Regions from separate parts of the Mus musculus genome. Here region 2 is linked to region 1. Evidence: chromatin contacts called from public HiChIP or PLAC-seq data. All regions are on one chromosome and are shown on one strand. Each heading gives the region's core, a stretch centred on a gene start, on an enhancer-like site or on the middle of the called end of the contact. The rest is flanking DNA. Distances are from core to core; before and after follow the strand shown. Region 1 overlaps Ttyh2 (tweety family member 2). Region 2 holds the start of Btbd17 (BTB (POZ) domain containing 17).

Evidence for each region. HiChIP or PLAC-seq counts read pairs in DNA pulled down with a chosen protein or histone mark.
Region 2: a contact with region 1 is called in an H3K27ac HiChIP or PLAC-seq map of microglia, with 4 times the contacts expected there. The contact joins the promoter of Btbd17 here to the enhancer-like site in region 1. A contact is called at or near these places in 9 of 484 Hi-C or Micro-C datasets (B cells, Th1 cells, bone marrow-derived macrophages and 5 more), 3 of 115 datasets of contacts at active chromatin or transcription factors (embryonic stem cells and microglia) and 3 of 9 other capture datasets (adipose tissue, liver and pancreatic islet).

Annotation. Positions count from the first base shown.
Region 1 is chr11:114,691,595-114,698,282 of GRCm38.p6, reverse strand. Ttyh2 (tweety family member 2) reads right to left here. Exons shown (of 14, transcript NM_053273.2): 4 at 1,474-1,694. Among named protein-coding and RNA genes, the nearest start is that of Ttyh2, 19 kb to the right of the region's middle. Within about 2 kb of position 3,657, at least 28 of the 459 cell types and tissues checked have an H3K27ac peak or open chromatin away from gene starts, as enhancers often do. A contact at or near this core is called in bone marrow-derived macrophages, liver and microglia, where this site is marked.
Region 2 is chr11:114,793,408-114,800,095 of GRCm38.p6, reverse strand. It overlaps Btbd17 (BTB (POZ) domain containing 17), which reads left to right and starts at 4,204. Exons shown (of 3, transcript NM_028055.4): 1 at 4,204-4,332; 2 at 5,970-6,246. The coding sequence starts at 4,248. It also overlaps a transcript of Gpr142 not described here.

The DNA of each region.
Region 1 (6,688 bases), core at 2,408-4,907:
TGCATTTGGTTACCTAAGTGAGGTGGAGTGGGGACGATCCTGTCAACGAAGGAGACCTAGAGTCACCTCGGAAACAAATCCCTGCACACGTCTGAGAAAGGTTTAAGAAAATTGTGTGTGTGTGTGTGTGTGTGCACACATGCACGTCACACAACGTGTAGATCACAGGAACAGCTTGCAGAAGTCAATTTTCTCCTTCTGTCATGTGGGGTCTTTGGAATTGAACTCAGGTTGTCAAACTTAGCACCAGAGGCCTCTATCAGTTTAATTATTTCGGCAGTTCAAGATTTCCTAGGTGGTGTTAATTGGGATGGTACTCTGGCTGGTCTGATGTCCACTTCACACAAGCCAGAACCATCAGAGAAGAGGGAGCTTCAGTTGAGAAAACACCTCAATAAGGTTGGGCAGTAGGCAAGCCCATAGGGCAGTGGTTCTCAACCCGTGGGTCTCGATTCCTCGGGGGGGGGGGGGGGGGGTGTCTCGTAGCAGATATCCTGCATATCAGATATTTACATTAAGATTTGTAACAGTAGCAATATTCCAGTTATGAAGTAGCAAAGAAATCATCTTATGGTTGGGGCCACCACAACATGAAGGGAATGTATTAAAAGGTTTCAGTGTGCCGGGCGTGGTGGCGCACACCTTTGATCCCAGCACTTGGGAGGCAGAGACAGGCGGATTTCTGAGTTCGAGGCCAGCCTGGTCTACAAAGTGAGCTCCAGGACAGCTAGGGCTATACAGAGAAACCCTGTCTCAAAAAAAAAAAAGAAAAAAGAAAAAAGGTTGCAGTGTTAGGAAGTGTTGGGAACCCCTATTTTAGGGCATTTTCTTAACAATCAATACGGGAGGTCCCAGCTCTTTGGGGATGGTACCACTCTTGCTTGGGTTGGTGGTCCAAGGTTCTGTAAGAAAGCAAGCTAAACAAGTCACGGGGAGCAAGCCAGTAAGCAGCACCCCTCCGTGGCCTCTGCATCAGCTTCCTGCCCTTCTTGAGTTCCTGTCCTGACTTCCTTCAACGATGAACAGTGGTGTGGAAGTGTGAGCCAAAGAAACCCTTTCATCCCCAAGTTGCTATTTGGTCATGGTGTTTCATGGAAGCAAACAGAAACACTAACTAGGACACTAAGCCAGGCGGGAAGAGCTACCGGATAGGAAGGAGGAAGCTGGACACTAGCATTCCTCATTCACTCTCTGACTATAGATGCGATGGGACCAGGGACCTCATGAGCCTGCTGCTACATCAGGATGGACCACGCTCTCAAACCGTAAGCCAGAATAAACTCCTATTCCTTCCTTAAATCTGTGCCGAGATATTTAGTCATAGCACCGAAGAAAGTACACAGTAGATGGGGTACAGGTGAGGTGGAGCCCCTCAGCCCCTCACTGTCCTAGGAGGTTACACAGTGAGGCTGGAGAGTGGGGGGTTGGATGGGTCTGCATCTGTAGCCCCACACGCCTCACCCGGTTCCTCACCTGTAGTATTCCACATAGGCAGTCTGGTGGGACAGCTTGGTCAGCTGCGTGGTGACCTCCCTCCACACGGGCAGCCCCGAGAGCTGGCTGACGACATTGCCTGCCATCTGTTGCATAAACTTCAGGGTCTGGATGTAGTCACCCCGGGCAGCAATGATCTCGCTGAGCCGGGCCAGGTGCTGTTCTAGGTCTACCTTCATCCTCTGGGTGTTTGCAGACACCTGGGGAGGTAAGGAAGAGGCTAGGAGCCTGGCCCTGGGATAGCCCTGGAAAGTCTCAGGAGGAAGAAGTGGTAATTGGCCAGCTGGGTTTGAAGGGATGGTCCATACCGACACAGACCCAAGAACTCACGAGACTCCCAGAGGAGTGGCTAAGGATAGAGATCTTGTCGCCTTCTGCCATCATGTGGGTCTAGAATGTTCCCAAAAGAGTCATGTCAAAGGCATAGGCACAAGCTTGGCAATCCTGGGAAATGGTAGGATGTTTAAGCGGTACCTAGGGCTGTACCAGGACTTCAGGTCATCGAGGAGTGCTCTTCCTCAAAGAAGGCTTTTCTTTTTCTTTCCTTCCTTTCTTTCTTGGTTTTTTTGGGACAGGGTTTTGTTTGGTTTGGTTTGGTTTTTTTTTTTTTTTTTTTTTTTTTTTTTGAGGCAGAGTTTCTCTGTGTAGCCCTGGCTGTCCTGGAACTAACTCTGTAGACCAGACTGGCCTCGAACTCAGAAATCCACCTGCCTCTGCCTCCCGAGTGCTGGGATTAAAGGCAGGCACTGCCCTGCCCACCGGGCTAACACTGGAATTCTTTCTTTCTTTGCTTCTGTATACAGTGCACTGAGCAGCCCTGCCTGTCCTGTGGGTTCACCCACCGTGGCCTCTCAATTCAAAGGCTCCAAACCAATGAGACCAACCAGCATGAGCGGAAACCTTTCAGGTTGAACCAAAACACGCCTTTTTCTTTCCCTTTCCCTCTCACTTTCATTTTAAAAACTGTCTTATTTTTGAGACGGGCAGCCCAGGCTGGACTCAGACTTGCTATGAAGTTGGGAATGGCCTTGAGCTCTTGATTCTCGGGTATCCATTTCCCAAGCGCTGGGGTTTCAGGAGTAGGAACCTTTTTTCTTTATAAGTTTGATGCTCTTGGGGGTTTGTTATAGTGTGGGAAAGCTGACCCACAGACACACACAGCCCAGTCACATTCGGCCCTCTTCTGGCTCTCATCCGGCTTTGGATCTCCAAGCCTTACTGCAGCCTGAGTTCCTCTTATCTGGAAACCCAACTTTTTTTAACAACCTAGCAGGAAACAACACAAATAATTCCAAATATAAACCCCAAGCTCCAAACTCTGAAATCCCAAACACCTTGAGCCTCCTGAATTTCAGAGAGGAAGGCTCAACCTGGACTCCAGATAGGGAACGGAAAGAATCCATTTTTCTTCCCTGAAATTTCCCCCAGGGTTTGAATCCCTTGGGATCACAACATCAAAGACTCAGAGCTCCAGGCTGCTGCCTCGTGCTTTAGTCCCAGGCACCCTACAAGAGAGGGGGTTTGTCTCCCAGCTAGAATCAGCTTGTAGTGTCCCAACCACAAGTCCATGCGGAACAAGGGGGCCTTGAAAACAGAGAACAAATGTCTTCTTCTCCCAGCCTGGCCCTGGGACAGGAGGAAACCAGTGTTTTATCTTGGGCTCATGTCCTCCACCCCGCATGATGTCTGTCCTGCTAGGTGGGTATAGAGGCACCTGTCCTTGGCTTGAACCAAAACAACATCTGTCTATGCAGACAGAAATGAAAGGAAGTGGCCGAGGGTGTCCTTGACAGCTCCTAAACAAGGGGCAAGGGGCAGCTTAACCTACAAAGGTCACTCTCACCTGGCCACACGGAGCCTGCATCATGTCGGCAGTTGAGAGACTAACAGCTTTGTTTCTGTTTTATTTGGTTTGCAGTCAGGGTCTTACTAATTGCCCAGGCTAGCCTGGAAATGGCTCTGTAGTCCTGGTAGACCTTGAATCTGAGATCACCCTGCCTCAGCCTCTGGAATAGCTGGACTAACAGGACTATGCTACCAGGGTCTGGCTTTGCTGCTTTGACACTGTTATAAACAAACCGCTGGAAGAAGGACAGGATGCCTTGTTAATCCTTCCCCAGCAGCCTTGGCTTGAGGCGGAGCCAGAAGCCATGGGTTAGGTGAGTCATGAAAACAAGGCCCTGAGGGTGGGCCAATTGGAGTGAAGAGCTGCCCAGATGAGACATAGTAAGTAATAACCCAGTTATTAAGTCATCAATTGGAAAGTAGGTTCTAATAGGATAGAGGGTAGATATCTGTCCAACTCTTATGCTGATTAAGGGTTATTGTAAATATAAAGATGGTGTCTTTTATCCAGATACTAAATGGTCAAAGGCAGGGTAGAAACCCTGGATAGGGATTAAAAATTTCTACAACATTGGCTCCCCCAGCCTGCAAGAGAAAAATCCCTGCAGAGGGGCAGAGGAGGAGGGCACAGCAACGAAGCCCATAGGAGAGAGGTCTGAGCTCGGGGAATCATGGGAACTTCACATCAATCTTGCGGCTTTTCATGCCTTCCCTACAGGGTGACTTCCTGATTCTAGAACAAACCATGGCTCCCTGTTTCCGTGGGTGTCAGCACCTCTTCCGTTTTCTGGCTTTTGTTGGGTTCTTAGGAGGTAGTGACAGATTCAGAGACACCAAGACAGAGACAGATATGACTGGGCTTGCTGGCTCGTGCCTGTAGAATCCTAATAATTGGGAGGCTGAGGCAGGAGGATTACCTTGAAGTCAAGACCAGACTGGGCCACAGATGAGCTCTTGTCTCAAAAAAAACAAAACAAAACAAAACAAAACAAAACCAAAAAACAAACCAAAAAACCAAAAACCAAAACAAACAAAAATAAAAGTCCTCCCTTTCCTGGAGGTGGAGGGGCACACAGCTTTGGGAGGCAGAGGCAGGTGAATCTCTGCAGAATGAGTTATAGGACAGCTAGGACTACACAGAAAAAAAAAAATGTCTCAAAAAACGAAAACCAACAAAACAAAAGGAAAAGAGGAGCCGAGAATGAGCATGTAGCTCATTTGATAGAATGCTTGGCCAGCCGGCACGAGGTCCTGACTTAGAGCCAAGGCATCCAACACATTGGGCATTGTATTGAACACTGTAGTCCCAGCGCTCAGCAGCAGGACCAAGAGTTCAAGGTCATCCCTTGGCTATACTGGGAGCCAGCCTGAGCTATCTGTGACTCAAAAAACAAACATGAAGAAAATAAGTGCCTCCCACAAACAAACAAAACCCCAAGGAAAAAAACACAGAGAATTTAAGATTGTAAGGAATAGCCAGGTGTGGCGGCTCACAGCCTGGGCTATACACACAGCCTGGGCTACACAACACAGGATGCGCTACACTTAGAATTCCAGGACAGCCAGAGCTCGTAGAGAGACCCTTCCTGTGCTGAAAAACCAAAACAACAAAAATTAGAGAAGAATAGGCCAGGCATGGTGTCCAAGGCCTGGATTCTGAAAGCTCAGGAGGTTGAGGCTAGAGGATCAGGTTCTAAGATAGTCTGGGTCACATCGTAGAACCTTGAACTAGAGAAAAAAAGAAGAGAAACAAAGCCACAAGACAAAAAACATCTGTCAAGTCCATTTTCTTTTTTTTCTTTCTGGTATTGTTTCATGGGAAGAGATGATAGATACATGCTAGGTAGACAGACAGACAGACAGGTGTTAGAGCACATCACAACAAGGGCCTCCCTGTAGCTCTGTGCTTGCTCACATGGGTCCTAGTCTTTGCCCTTCAAGAAGACAGGTGTGATGCCCCGGAGATGGGCTGTGGCTTTCTCTTGGGAGCTGAAGATGAAGGAAACAGCTCAGCTCTTCCACCAGGTGGGCACCCAGGCCAGAGAGAAGGAAGGTCTTTAAGGACAAGGGTGTAGCTTTCAAATTGCGGTCCCCAGGCAAGCAGCATCGCTAAGGATCTCATTACAAATGCAAATTTTCAGCTTGCCTCAGAAGATGAACTGGAGCCCAGCAGGGCGGGCCTGGCGCCCCGGGGGCTAACAAGCTCTCAGGGAGATTCTGACCTCTGGGAGGGATCACCAGGTCCTGGGTGTGGGTGGACCGGGTCAAGAGGAACACTGGCTCAGATTCAGGGAGGTAGTAGGGAGGAAAAGGACCCAAGGACTGGGCTTTGTGTTCTTCCTCCCTCAGTTTCTCCACCCAGCAGTTTCCCACAGGCCTACTATGGGCTCAGGATGGTGGGGGTCTCTAGCCAAGAGAGGAGCATACAGAGGGTCCTTGGTCTTTGTGTTTAGGGGCAGCCCTGGAAGGGTCTCTTAGTTGACCATGGCTGCTACATCTGGGCTCCATCAGGGCCTGGCTTTATGATCTGGGCTGTTGGATGAGTCTCCATCCTGACTCTGCCACCCACAGCCTCCCACAACCTGAGCACCTCCACTTCATGGTGATTGCAGTAATTATTATAATGACGCCATTATCTTAATTCCTGAGGGAGAGAGCACTCTATAGTTTACCCGGCACTTTCTCCGGTGGTAATTCACCTGATGCCATTTAGCCATTTACCTGCAATTTGGACCCCACCCCTTGGATGAGGGGGGAAGGCCCTATAAAGGATCTATCATCTTCCTGCAGGCCTCAGGCCAGAGACTGTCAGGTACCCATCTTGAGGCCTTCCCCACCCTCTTAGATAAAAAGGGCAGATGCTACCATAGCAGGCAGCCCCACCAAGGAGCCCCAGGACAATTATCTTACGTTGCAGCAACAGCCAGATGGTAAGGGGCTGTCTCCAGGGACAGGGTGAGGGTAAGGTCACACAGCCAAGTGTTCAAACCTGGCTCAGGAGGGCAGGGAGCCTAGAGCTGGTTCCTAGATACCAGCAAGTTCCTCCCCAGAGATAAAGACTAGAGTTTTCCCAACAGTGAAGGTCATAGCTTTGGGGCTTTCCAGCATGCGGGCTTCTCCCACTTCCAAGGCCGATGGTGGCTAGGGACAGAGAGACAGGGTAATACCAAATAAACAGAAGGTGTCCTTGGGGACTTGGCCCCCATCAGGACAGAGTTCCCAGGGACCAGCTCCCACAAATCCTGAGCAGTGCACATCTGAAGCACCACAGCCTGTGTTTTTTTTTTTTTTTTTTTTTTAGGTGAGAGTTCCTGTCCCTGCCCCACCCCCAGGAGCTGATGGAAGGATT
Region 2 (6,688 bases), core at 2,955-5,454, 100 kb before region 1:
CCAGCAGCAGATAGTTTCTGCAATTGTGTGATGTTTGGGATTCTGAGGACTTTTCAGAAAAGCTAGGGCTGGGGCTGGAGAGATGGCTCAGCGGTTAAGAGCATTGACTGCTCTTCTGAAGGTCCCGAGTTCAATTCCAGGCAACCACATGATGGCTCACAACCATCCGTAATGAGATCTGGCGCCCTCTTCTGGAGTGTCTAAAGACAGCTACAGTGTACTTACATATAATAAATAAATAAATCTTAAAAAAAAAAAAAAAAAAGCTAGAGCCCTGAGAGGTAGAGAGTTGCTGGTGGATGTTGTTCTTGGTGTGTTCAGTAGTTGTGTACAAAGAAGAAACAACAAGAAGAAGTTAGATATCCTGACAGCAAAGATCAAACTTACCCCAAGGAACTTGATGCCACTAATCAACAGGAAGTAGTCTAACAATTATGTTGCCCCTCTCTAATCTTTGACTTTGTTCATGGATCTCTTTCCTCTATCCTTTTTTCTCTCTTATCTGGTGTTGGGTGAGGGTTTCAAAGGGTAGAAGAAACAAGAATCCACAAAGTAGCCAAATCCAGCTACAATGTTTCCTGTTCTTGGAGAGGGGAGTTTCTTCTTACATTGTATCTATGTCAGTGGCCAGGATGGGCCATTGATAGCCCAAAGGAAGGGACTGTGCCCATAGGCATGCAGCTAATGACCTGGCTGTGAAAGATGTTGTCATCCAACAGCAACATGCCTTGATCTTCCTGGTCCTCAACATCTTTTGCTATCACCAGTTCATCCATCCAGCACTACCTGGAGGAAGCATCCATGGGCCCAATATCTGCTTGTCCCTCCATTGCTCATCCTTAACTTATGGCAGGCCCATTTAGCTAACTGTCTACCTTTTTTTTTTTTAAGATTTATTTTATTATTAATATATGTAAGTACACTGTAGCTGTCTTCAGACACTCCAGAAGAGGGAGTCAGATCTTGTTACAGATGGTTGTGAGCCACCATGTGGTTGCTGGGATTTGAACTCTGGACCTTCGGAAGAGCAGTCGGGTGCTCTTACCCACTGAGCCATCTCACCAGCCCAACTGCCTACCTTTTGTTAACACATGAGGAGACAAGGACCATAGAAGATCAGCATGTTGGTAGGCGTCACAGATGTAGCTGTTGGGATTTGAATTCAGGTGCATTCCTCCTGTTGTCTCCCCCAGGACTGTTCTATTTCACTCCTTCACACAATGTTCTTGGGAATAGAGGCCACTGTAAGCTGCAGCTCCATGGGAGAGAGGTCTGTGGATCAGGTGGCCGGCTGTGTTGGATGGGGAAGGGCGTGATCAGGGGTGAACAGGAGAGAAGTGGTGCCACTGTGAGCCATCCACAGCATATGAGCAACTTTAGGGTGATCCTCTACCATTTTGAGCCCAATCTCTTATAGCCTAGGCTGGCCCTGAGCTCTCTGTATAGCAGAGGCTGACCCTGAATTCCTGCTCCTCCTGCTTCTGTCTCACCAGATCTTTCTTTAATCTTTAGTGGGTCCACTGGGTGTATTGAGCCTGGAACCAATTCCCCAGCGAAGTGAGCCTTTCATGACTGGTCAGAAGACTTTATGAGTGTAAGGAGGCTGCTAGGTAGGGGCAGGCTGGGCCTTAGGTCCACCTCTCCTCCATGTTCCCTCAGGGTCAGTGTCTAGCGTCTGCTCTTTGCCTTTGTGATTCAGAAACTCTCCCTTCCTACCCATGACTATGGAAGTTTACAGTTGCTTCTAGACCCTCTTGAGATACCTTGTTACATGGAGATCGTTTATTGGGGTTGACCTAGCTTCCAAGAAGAGCTACCCTGAGTATATGGACATTTATGCCCATGCTGTGCCTGTCCTTGCTGAGCATAAACAAGTTCCTTAGACAGTGCATACACACCCTGGGCAGGAAGTCACAGTCCGCTGGCTCCTCTCTGGGGACTGTTCTTGCTTGCAAGATCTTTAGACTTGTGCTCAAGGAGTGATAGAGCTTCTAGACCATGGGGTGGTGGGATGGATGGCAGGGAATAAAATGTGGTATTGTCCTTGTGTCACCTTGAAGACTGTGCAGGCTGAGAGCACTCTTCTGTACATATCCGGTCTCAAGACACCCCCTACCACAGATATGTATAAATATATAGCACACACATGCACACATATAGCACACGCTTGCACACACTGTAGCAATGGGAACTTTATTCAGCAAGTCAGTTTTTAAATCATTAGAAGAGAGGCAGGGATGAGGGAAGTTGGAATCATGGGAAGAGTCTGTCAGAGATGGGGAGTGGGAGGTCTTCTTGGTAGCCTGGGACCTCCTGGTCCATCACACTTGAAATGTCAATCATAGATCATAATTCTGAGTATCTATAACAATCTGTTGGTTTGCTTAGGAAACAGAATGTTCAGTCCTGCCCTTGGGAATTCTAGGTCCTTAGAGGAACATGGGAGATGCCAGTGCAGGTAGACCAGGCATCAAGAGAGTCTAATGGGGGTCTCCAAGAACGGGGCTGACGCACGCTTACTGAGCAACAATCATTCCTGTTGATGGGCATTGTGCCTGGGAGTGACACTGCCTCATTGGCTGGACAGCCCTGTCCCACATAGGCTCTGTCTGCCTCAATTGAACCTAGGTGTTGTACAGTTTAAGGGACGGGTAGACGGACAGCCACTGGAGGGACCATGGTGCCTCTGAACAAGGAAGAGCAGGCGTGAGAGTTCAGTCAGCTGGGAGGCGTTTCTGCTAAGCCGGACAGCTGATTCTGCCAACCCAGACAACATTGGTGCCAGACCCAGTTTTTGCTTTCTCTGTGGCTCCAGGAGGAGGTGACGCTGTTGGGTCTTTGCACCGGAAAGAGATGGAACTCAATGCATGAAGCTAGCTCCTGGGATCCAAAGAGCCAGGGCAAGAAGTTCCAGCCCATCTCCAGAGCAGGGTCTGGCCTCTGAGAAACCCAGATTTCCCAGGATCCTCTGACTTCCATGTTTCAGCCTTAAGGGGGTCCCTCTCGTAAGGAAGTGGGAAAAAATTCCTGTTGATTCTATGTAAAGGTGAGGTCTCAACACACACATGCATACACACACACACACACACACACACATATGCACCACAATGCCCCCTACGTGTGTACACATACACACGTACACACGTGTATACACACATGCACACATACACACAAATGCAAAGACACATGCATATAAACACATGTACACACAGACATATGCATCACCCACACAGACATGAACACACATATACAGGACTCCACAGCCCACCCTCCCCTTCTCCATTGCCTTTGTTTTAGGACAGTTCTCTGTACTATCTAGCTGAGACTGCAATCTAGCTCCCTGCCTCAATTTCCCTACACATGGACTATGGTGCTAGGTTTGTTACACGCCTTCTTGGAACTTTGGGAAGGGAAAGGCTGGAATTTAGGTAGAAGCTGGTGGAAGGCACCTTCCAGGGAGGGGAACCTTGAAATGATGGGCCATGCATAGGCTTGAACTAAAGACTTGGGCTGTCTTGGTAGAGAAACAGGCTGTGTTCCTAGAGCAAGGGCCATAGTACAGTGTCCCTGGTGTGAGATAGTCGGTCCCTCTGTAGCTTTTCTAAAGGCCTGTCACCCTCCCCAGAGCATGACGGGAACTTTCTGAAACAAACGGCATGAGAATAATTCTCATTACCCCATACCCCTATTAAAGGTCCTTATCCTCCCCTCTGGATGACTGGCCCACCCTAAAATGGGGGTGGGGGAGGAATAGAGCCCTGAGCCAGCTCTTCCCTGCCTCTTCCAGGCTCTCCCTTTGTAGCCAGCTCACCAGGACACTGCCAAGTATGCTCTGTGCCAGGATGGAGGCTGGGCCTGGGGGCTGGGGCCCTAAGGGTTGGTGACTGCCAGGGGTCCTGAAGCCCTTTGCTTGCCCTTCAGAGAGCTTAAAACTTCCCGGGAGAGGAACAGCTAGCTTTGCTGGGTTGTCTGAAGAGGTGGGGGAGGAGGGTGTCCGGATCTGTTCCCCTTGGGGGCCCAGGCCAACACAATAGCCCCTGGGGCTGCCACACTCTGGCTTAAGTAGTTGCCTAGGCAACAGCAGGGACCAGCTTCAACCAATCCATGGCAGAGACTGGTAGGGGGAGGGAGGTTAGGAGGGAAGCGGGTACTGTCCCCTTGCTGGATCCTATATAAGGAGGAGGGATGGGATCGGAGTGCTCTGGACTTGACTGTCCCTCCAGTGGACTTAGGGACAGAGCACAAAGATGCTTAGAAAAGGTTCCTGCAAGCCTGGGTCCTGGGGCAGCTTCTGGGCTATTCTGGCCTTGGTGGGACTGGTCACTCGTGCAGGTGAGTGGAAAGTACGGGGATCAGGTGCCTGGTAAGGAAAAAGGTAAGGGTTGGGGGCAGGAACTTCTGCTAGGAGCTACATAGAGCTGGCCAGGAGGTGGAGCCAGCCAGCCAGCCCCAGAGAACACGGAGAGACTGGACCTCTCCAAAGACAGAGAGAAAGGGGCACATAGCCTTCCAGGGAAAGAGGCTGGGCAGCAGGCAGGAGTCTTAATGACAAAAAGACCCTCTATTGTTCATTGTCTCCGACAGCTGGGTCCAGGCAGAGGCTGCAAGAGAACGCCATCAGCATTTAGGTCTTTCGGAGTGACAGCTGGGGAGGCGGGGCTAGGAGGCGGGGCTGGGAAATTCACCACCAGCAGCTGCTCCCTCTCTCCCCTGCTGGGTCTCCCTCTCCCACACACAGATGCTCACTCTTGTGAGCCTTCCTTTCAACGATCCACACATAGGCCCTGTGCCCACTCTGTGTGTGTGTGTGTGTGTGTGTGTACACAAGAGCTGCCTGCTGGTGCCCTTCTGCAATTGTCAGACTATTAACCGCCTGCTTTTCCCAGTTTGCAAGGCTCACTGCACTGCTCAGTCTAGGGGGGTGTCTTTTCTATAACTCAGCATGTGTCCCTATCTGACCCCAGAGCTGCCCTGAGAACACAAGAAACAGGCCTCCCTGGAAGGGAGATGCTAGCTTCAACACTGTTACCCCTGGAATCCTATTCCTTCACTGTTCACCCAAGTTACTTCATTGGGTCCCTTACTGTCTCACCGAGTAGGGCCGGGGCAGTGCTCCTCATTGTGGAGTGGTGATGCAATCCTGTAATCCCAGCACAAAGGATGGAGGAGGGAGAAGGATCAAGAGTTCAAGCCCAACCTCAGCTAATCATGAATTCAAGGCTAGCCTGAACTATAAGAGACCCCATCTCAAAAAACTAAAAAGAGAACAAACAAACAAACAAAGACAGAAAGAAACGCTATGCCTGCTGTCCCTGGCCCTGAGCTCCACCTGGTCATTCCCGCCCAGGTCTTTAGGGCTGGCTGTATTCCTTTGTCTCTGGCTGGTTCCAGGCTGCTCACTTGTGCATTTATTTATTTTTAAAATTGATTTGTGTGTGTGTGTGTGTGTGTGTGTGTGTGTGTGTGTGTGTGTGTGTGTGCTTAACACTTGATCTAGTACTGGCTATGGAGTCCAGGCTGGCCTTGAACTCCCCACCCTTTCCTGTGTGTATTTACTATGTGTCTGTTCTGCCCCCTTGAGCTTTCCTGAGTATGAGAACTGGGTTAGGTTCATTCAATGCCACATGGCAGCCACGTAAGTTCTCAGTACCCAAGGCTGTGCCACCTCTGACCGGTTTTGTCACCCTCCCCCTGGGGACCAAGTGCCATGGACATCAATAGGTTCACAGAAACATTAACTAGTCCACGACTTCTGCCTGACCCGAACATATTCTGCTAAGAACGTACCCCAAGTCTGCCTGGGGCCAACATGCTCACTCAGCATGAGCTAGCTTGTGGACACTCATGTAGGCTCCCCACCCTTCTCCCACACAGTGCCACCGTGCCACCAGTAGGTCCCTCTGCAGTCTTAGCTGGAAGCACCAGGCCGGGTGCCCTCTCAGGCTCTGCCATGTCCCTTCCTGCTGCAGCTCAGAGAGCCGATGTGGGTGGGGAGGCAGCAGGCACCGCCATCAACCACTCCCACATGCTGCTCCAGCGACTGCAGGACCTGCTGCGCCAGGGCAATGCCAGTGATGTCATCCTGCGGGTCCAGGCTGTGGGCACCGACGAGGTCCGAGCCTTCCACACCCATCGCCTGTTGCTGGGGCTGCACAGTGAGCTGTTCCGGGAGCTGCTGAGCAACCAGAGTGAGGTTATGCTGCGGGAGTCCCGGGACTGTGCTGCTGTCTTTGACAAGTTCATCAGGTACATAGGGGAAGGGCACCGTCCTGCATCCTGTCCTGCATCCTGTCCGTGGCTCCCTGTCTCTCCACCTTCAGGGGCGCAGAAGTCTGGCCTTACTGGTTATTATATCGACTTTCAAAAGTCCTAGCATGACATACAACACAGGCTTCCTTTATCCCTCCTTCCGATGCCCTCCCTGTTGTGGCCTGTGTCCCTTTCTGGCCTTTGGGAGTCCCTTCTGAGCTACTTCCAAACCCAGCCAAGAGCACTGATAGAATCAACAGATTCTTAGTTGGTCCCAAGTGTCTTCAATGGCCACAAGACTTTGAAACCACAGGGCTAAGGAGCAGAAAGGTCAACAGGCTCGGTCACCTCTCTCCTTCTTGCATAGGGAAAGACTGTAAAATGCTCTAAGGAGGTAACCCCGCTCTAAGGGCTCAGACAAGGTGGCTGCAGGATTCCA